2 separate regions of the Rattus norvegicus genome follow, and region 2 is linked to region 1. The links are chromatin contacts, called in public Hi-C maps. All regions are on one chromosome and are shown on one strand. The core of a region is the stretch at or near the end of the contact, and the rest is flanking DNA. Distances in the headings are between cores, read along the strand shown.

The links. A called contact is a pair of places that touch in the nucleus more often than the background predicts.
Region 2: a Hi-C map of the A7r5 cell line shows a contact between it and region 1, with 5 times the contacts expected there. The contact joins two enhancer-like sites. A contact is called at or near these places in 3 of 12 Hi-C or Micro-C datasets (the A7r5 cell line, the Rat2 cell line and Schwann cells).

What each region holds. Positions count from the first base shown.
Region 1 is chr10:70,752,502-70,755,820 of GRCr8, reverse strand. All of the region lies in intron 6 of Bcas3 (BCAS3, microtubule associated cell migration factor), which reads right to left. The region is part of intron 1 of LOC134480843 (large ribosomal subunit protein eL21-like); the gene reads left to right. Among named protein-coding and RNA genes, the nearest start is that of Bcas3, 43 kb to the right of the region's middle. Within about 2 kb of position 2,065, at least 27 of the 93 cell types and tissues checked have an H3K27ac peak or open chromatin away from gene starts, as enhancers often do. A contact at or near this core is called in the A7r5 cell line and Schwann cells, where this site is marked.
Region 2 is chr10:71,502,660-71,505,978 of GRCr8, reverse strand. The region is part of intron 6 of Brip1 (BRCA1 interacting helicase 1); the gene reads left to right. All of the region lies in intron 1 of LOC134480843 (large ribosomal subunit protein eL21-like), which reads left to right. Among named protein-coding and RNA genes, the nearest start is that of Brip1, 24 kb to the left of the region's middle. Within about 2 kb of position 1,593, at least 12 of the 93 cell types and tissues checked have an H3K27ac peak or open chromatin away from gene starts, as enhancers often do. A contact at or near this core is called in the A7r5 cell line and Schwann cells, where this site is marked.

The DNA.
Region 1 (3,319 bases), core at 816-3,315:
GTCACCTCTTTTAATATAAACAAAGATCAAGCACTGTAACATTGCCCATTCCCTTGGTAAGGTCAGAGTCAATACTTGGACATAAAGACCACAGCATTCTGTTTCTGTTTCACCAAAAGGCAAAGGAGGTATGTTGTTAGTATGCATCGCGTTTAAAAAATGCCTTTCAACTGCTGGTTGATCTGACAAGCAGATTGAAATAGAATTTGCTAATAACAACTTTCTAGACTGACTTTGGGAGGTGTTAATATGGTCTCCAGCACACTGCAGTAACTACCCAATTTTTGATGGGAAAATATACAGTACCATAAAAACTGTACAAATTATAAAACTGGCCCTACAGACTCAGGAAATCTAATAGACATAAGAGGTAGCTCATAGACGATACACACTGCTGATGTTTTAATAGGCTTTCCTCAACAAGTGGCTTAGAATTCTAAGAATCTATCCATTGTAAAGGCTGGCCAAACTTCCACAGTAAACTTATGTTCAGAGGAGACTTTTACATAGAGAAAGATCTCACATCTTCAGCCTCTCTCTTATGTACCTTTAGAGTTGAGCTGTAAGGGTTTTCCTTTCCTGTAAATATTCCCAGGAGGAGACCTCAAACGGATACTGCTACAACAGCCCCACCTCCCCAAAGGCTCTAAGAAGTCAGCAGAGCAGGCCTAGGCTCCCGGGCTCCACAAGTCTTCATGGCTTTCATTTCAAATAACGAAACCCATGAGCAAAACACACTGTGGCTATCAAGAGATAGGAAAATTGTCTAAGAAAAAACTGGAAAAATTATTTTGTGAAAATTTCCATCCAATGCAATATTCATCCATTTTTCTGAAACGTCTTTGGTTTCTAGACACACCTATGTGAATGGGCTAAGAAATGGTATTGTCTACTTCTATTAAAGATGTGTTAAGTTCTGAGTCCCCACCTCTTGAAAATAAGCAGAAAAGGGTAAAGCAGAGAATGTAGAGCAAGCAATTACATCTTGAAATTATAGTAACTACTCAATAAAAAATAATTAAGTCTACTTTCTATTAATTTTAATAATTAGAAAATTAATTAAAAAGTAAGGTAAAACTTAAAGCTGTATAATAACAGAGTAGTGAAAAATTTATAAACATAACATATTACAATGTGAGCACAAAATCTCCTGTTCTATACTATTATTTCCATGTGCTGGAACTGGCATTGAGTTTATGGCTCTATGTATATTTTAACAAAATTCTAATGTTAAAAAATATAATCTTATTTCCCTGAGCCCCTGTACTCCAATATACTCTTGTTTTAAAATCTCTCTTGACATAATTAAAAGTTTGTCCTCACTGAATTTAATACACTAGAGCAGAAAACATAGAAAAAGAACACAGGAAGCTTTACACAAAACAACTTTCAAAATGAAGCAAACTCCTTATTGTAACCTGAACACATCTTCCCAGTACAGCAGCAGGTGAGAACAAGAACCATTCACTCTGGAGCCACGCACTGAGCTGGAGAGCTAGAATCCTTAGGGATAGCAAGGGAAGAGGGTGGAGAAGGCACCGTGTCACATACAGAGAGCTGAGAACATCCTAGACACCTGGTTCTAGCCTCTGAAATCAGAAGTGTAATTCTAACTGCGGAATCGAAGTCACAAGTATCCTCCAAATGATCCATGAAAATCCCACATGAGGACAACACCGAGCGCAGACAGCACCACAAGGCTTATCCAGACACAGAGCTTTCTGCATGTCAGAAAGGACACAGAGAGGGATGGTTCCCAGCTGCCACTCACACTTTCATCCAGCATGTTTATGAGTAACTTTGCTTTCAAATAAATACCAAAACAATTTTAACTCAGTCAAAACTACTTTTGGGTTTCCCTGAAAAAAAAATCTTGGAAAACGGCAAAGAAACTCAATGACGAGGACCGTGAAGCCTGAAAAGTGAGGTGCAAGTTGAGTTCTAAACTGAGCAGTAAGGACAGGACCACCAGAGAGTGGACCCAGAACTCTAGGCTAGAGAGGAGGGCACAGAGAAGACTGCTCCCTCCCGGAGCTCCTCCTGGTCTCCGCCTTTGTTCCTGCTGGCATTTTAATTTCTGATGACAGACTTTTGTCGTTTAGGGCATAAACCGGACGTGCCAGTTTGAAGGCACAATAAGGAGAACAAAGAATGATTTGTTCACACTGTAGGGAAAAAAATCTTTTCCAACCATAGAAAATAGCTTTCGCATGGTGAAAATATGCAAATTACATACCAAACTGGAAGGGGGTAGGGAAATTCAAGTTTAGAATCTCACAACTCAATATAAGGAAAAGAAAATTACAGCGATTCACACACAGAATGATCTGGAAGAAAGCTGAGAAACGTTCAGCCTGCTCTGAAATCCTGGTGTGCCACCCAACAACAGTGCTCACAAGGCTGCAAGACATACTCAGTGCCCTGCCCGGCAGAGAGAAAACTACAGATTCCAAAAGACTTTTTTCACAAACCTTACTGACAGACAGCTTTCTGTTTAAAACGTACGTGTCATTAGTTACACACATCCAGGTTAATGAACGCCCACAAAGCATCTATGCTACTGACATGCACCTCAAGAAAAGATTAGGCTGGGAGCAAAAGCTACCAAAGGCAGAGGCAGGAGGATCTTACAACAACTTGGAGGCCAAGCTTGCCTACACAAGAAGTTTCACACCAGCTCGGGCTCAAAAGTGACATTCCCTCTCTACAAAAATAAACAAACAACAACAAAAGTTACCTCAAGGCTTGCCAGATCTCTCCCTCCCCAGTCATAAACAAACCTTAACTTCTAAGGCTGGGCACAATAGAGCTGGGGTCTGCACTTGTCGACCCTCTCCACATTACTATGGTTGGAAGTTGTTCATGTCAATGCATGTGATTACAGCTTTTCTTTCTCTGGTGCTATAAGACTCCCATTGGATGAAAACATTGATTTTACATAGCCCACCACTGACAGGCCTCTAATGCATTTCTAGTTTGAGCCTAGCAGAACTCCGGCTTCTTGGCCACTGCAGTAACACAAGAGAAATCAGGCATAAAGCTGCACACCGATAACCCAGCACTTCAAATGCTCTCTAAACCTTTGAAATTACAATCCCAAGGCCAGCCTTGGCTGTGGAGCTAAACCTTGTCTCAGAAAAAGAAAACCAAACAAACAAGAAACAGAAACCAGCTGCAGCTGGCCGATCAGCATTACTACAGTCTGACTCAGAAGACTGAGGCCCAGGTCTGTGTTTCCTCTGCTTGCTAGGTTATAGAGGGTGACGTCAAAAGTCAGCAAGGCAACTTAGTGAGAACCTATCTCAAAAACGAAATTTTT
Region 2 (3,319 bases), core at 344-2,843, 750 kb before region 1:
TGTGTGCGTGTTGTGTGCGTGTGGTGTGTGTGTGGTGTGTTGTGTGCGTGTATGTTGTGTGCGTGTGTGTGGTGTGTGTGTGGTGTGTGTGTGGTGTGTGTGTGGTGTGTGTGTATGTGTGGTGTGTGTGTATGTTGTATGCGTGCGTGTGTGTGTGTGTGTTGGGTGTGTGGTGTGCGTGTATGTTGTGCGTGTGTGTGTGTGTATGTTGTGTGGTGTGTGTGTATGTTGTGTGTGTGTGGTGTGTGTGTGCGTGTGTGTGTATGTTGTGTGTGTATGTGTGTGCGTGTGTGCGTGTGTGTATGTTGTGTGTGTATGTGTGTGTGTTGGAATAGTTTACATCCATTTAGACATTATCTGTTACACTTTGTTCTTTATCAATAGAGTTGGGGACTAAACAGTCCCACACTTAATACCAGCACTTGGGAGTTCTAGGTCAACCTGGCACACAGTAAGACTCTGTCTCAAACAGCGCAATATCGAATAAAAGGAGTTGAACAGGCTCTACAGCCCATAAAACCTAAAGTCTTCATTCTTTGCCCTTTAGAGAAGATACTGCCAACTCTTGGTCCAGTTTATTTCAGTCTTAGATATCGAAGCCAGAAATTATTTCAGAGATCTGCCTGACTCTGCCTTCTGAATGCCTGGGTTAAAAGGTGTGTGCTACCAAGTGTGTTAAGGTAGATTTCCTTTCTCAAGCTCTAGCTTTTATTCTAATTCATTTGTATGTGTGTGTGAATGTATGCCATGTGTGAGCATATACCCATACAGTCAGAAGAGGGAGTCGGACTCCCTGGAGCTGGAGTTACAGGCAGTCGTGAAGAAGGCAACATGGGTGTTGGTGATCACACTTGTGTCCTGTGGAAGAGCAGGAAGCACCGTGAGTGGCTGAGCCACCTCTCTAGCTCAAGATGCAAAGTTCTGCAAAACCTTAGGGGAAGACCAAAGGCCAAGATCCAGGATAAGGAAGGAATTTCTCTTGATCAGCAAAGGATGATCTTTGCTGGAGAAAATGTACTTTGACTATAACATTAAGACTTTTTGTGCCATTTTGTGTTGAGACTTTATGGTCATACACCACTTATAAGGACAATGAACTTATGACAAAGATGTTTAAATCGGCTGTCCTAAAATCCTAGAGTGTACGTGAAGATGACAATATTAGTTACCTTGTTTGAGCGTGCCCTTCTTTATGGCCAGTGACTTTGACAGAAATATGGACAATCTTATCTGACTTACTGCTTCAGTGAACCAGAAGACAAGAGAATGTGTATGAGTTAATAAAGGCCATGAAAGACAAGGAAACAAAACAGGACCACAGATGGATTCAGCGTTTGCAGGGCAAAGCATAGGAGGGGAACACGGCACACCTCCTCCTGTGTCTCTCCAGCTGTGATACATCTTTTCCATGTGCACCCACATTACCCCAAACAAGCACACCCACAACGCATAATAAACCGGCAGGCGGCCGGCGGGCACACACGTCAGATTCCTTTTGAGATTCGACGTGGGGCCAAGAGCCTATTACATTACTCACCATTTTCTTCTCTAGGCGGCATACATATTTGTTGTTGGAGATGTCTGGAAAGGCCTGCAAATATTCCTGTGAGTCACGGTGATAAGGAAAGAAGGAAGCGTTTACGTTCATAGCATGAGGGCTGAGGCTGGGGGAGGGTGGTGTTTGACTGCTGCCTGAGAAGAGAGGGAACAGAAAGATAAACTGTTGACGTTCTGTCAAATATGGAAAAGCACCCCGTAAAGCTAGCACGCAGATCTTGATCATGTATTAAAGCTGTTAGTGTGGACACACCCCTCAGGGGTGTGCTCATAGTGAAAGAAGTGAAGGTGTCCTGACAAACTGCAACACTGTGAGAAGCAGTATTCAGTAGGCTGAGTTACAGAAGAACGAGATGTTACGAGTTCAGAGTTTTATGATAAATGCATCTGCTGAGCATCGTTTTTGCTGATTGAGATTTGACACCAGAACGAGTCTGTGAATGCTGATGACACATATGCCGGTTTCTAGCTGATAATGTGACCTTTACAGGGTCCCAGAGTACCGAGGACAACTGCTGGAATGTGCTAGTTCACCGCTGTGACAGGCAGTAGCGTGTGTCCATGCTGTTTAAAGGAGTGAATTTCTCCGAGGATATGTTTCTTGACTATTTTCACGAACATTTATTTCAGTGGTTCGCGCTCACTGTAGGAAAGCTGGCTAGGATAACAACTGGCTCCTTCGGTTAATTAAAAATTCACTTAGTCACACTAATTACTTTTCAAGTGCTCTGTGTTCCTATCTGGGCAATGTCAAGTCCATTGAATAGCCAGATATCAGACCATCTGTCGTTAGAGAAAATTCTGTTGGGGTAACTTCTGTGTTAGAGGTCTGTGTGTAGATGATGTCAACTAATTTTCAGTGTCCGTGGTAGAAGCAAAATAATTTTGTGTGTTGTGTGTATGCATGTGTGCACCTGCAGATGTGTGTGCATGTGTGTATCATTTGACTGACGTCATCCCCCTTGATTATTGAGACAGGGTGTCTTCATTGTCTTGGAGAGTGCTCCAGTTAGACCAGGCTGGCTGCTTAGTGAATCCTAGTGATCATGTTTTAGTCACCCCAGAACTGCATTTTCTGTGCACTTTACTATATGGGCTCTAGGGGTCAGATTTAGGTCCTCACGCTTGAAAATCAACTGAGCCATTGCCTCAGCCCACAAAATGACTTTGTGTAAGTTCTGTTGATAGCATTTTGGTCAGTGTGTACAAGACGAGTTGATAGCAGAGTATTGCTTTCTTCATTGAAAGATTCATTGAAAAAGACCAAAATGGGGCTTTGAGAGATGGCTCGGCAGTCAAGAGTGCTTGTTATCCTTACAGAAGATGCAGATTCTGTTCTCAGTTCTCACGGAGGCTCGCAACTGCCTGTGACTTCAGTTCCTGGAGATCTGATATGCTCTCTGTGCCCTGCAGGCTCAGTGGCATGCATGCATGCATGCATGCATACATACATACATACATACATACATACATACATGCAGATAAAACAATAATACAGAAAAAAATAGTATCCAAATATTATAAAGTAGAAAATAAAAATCACTTCCAACCCTGAGGGGTAGTATTTTTAAGTATTTTTGAAATGTACAGGTGTACATATCATTAACACACAGTTTGTTCAGCCATGTACAACTAAATATATTGTGTTTTTATCATTCTCTCCTCCCATGTTCTTTCTCGTGGCTTGTTTGAATTTTCCTGTACTTTGATAGGTACTGAACATGGCTCACCCGTGCTAAGCAAGCTCTGATCTCCGTCCCGG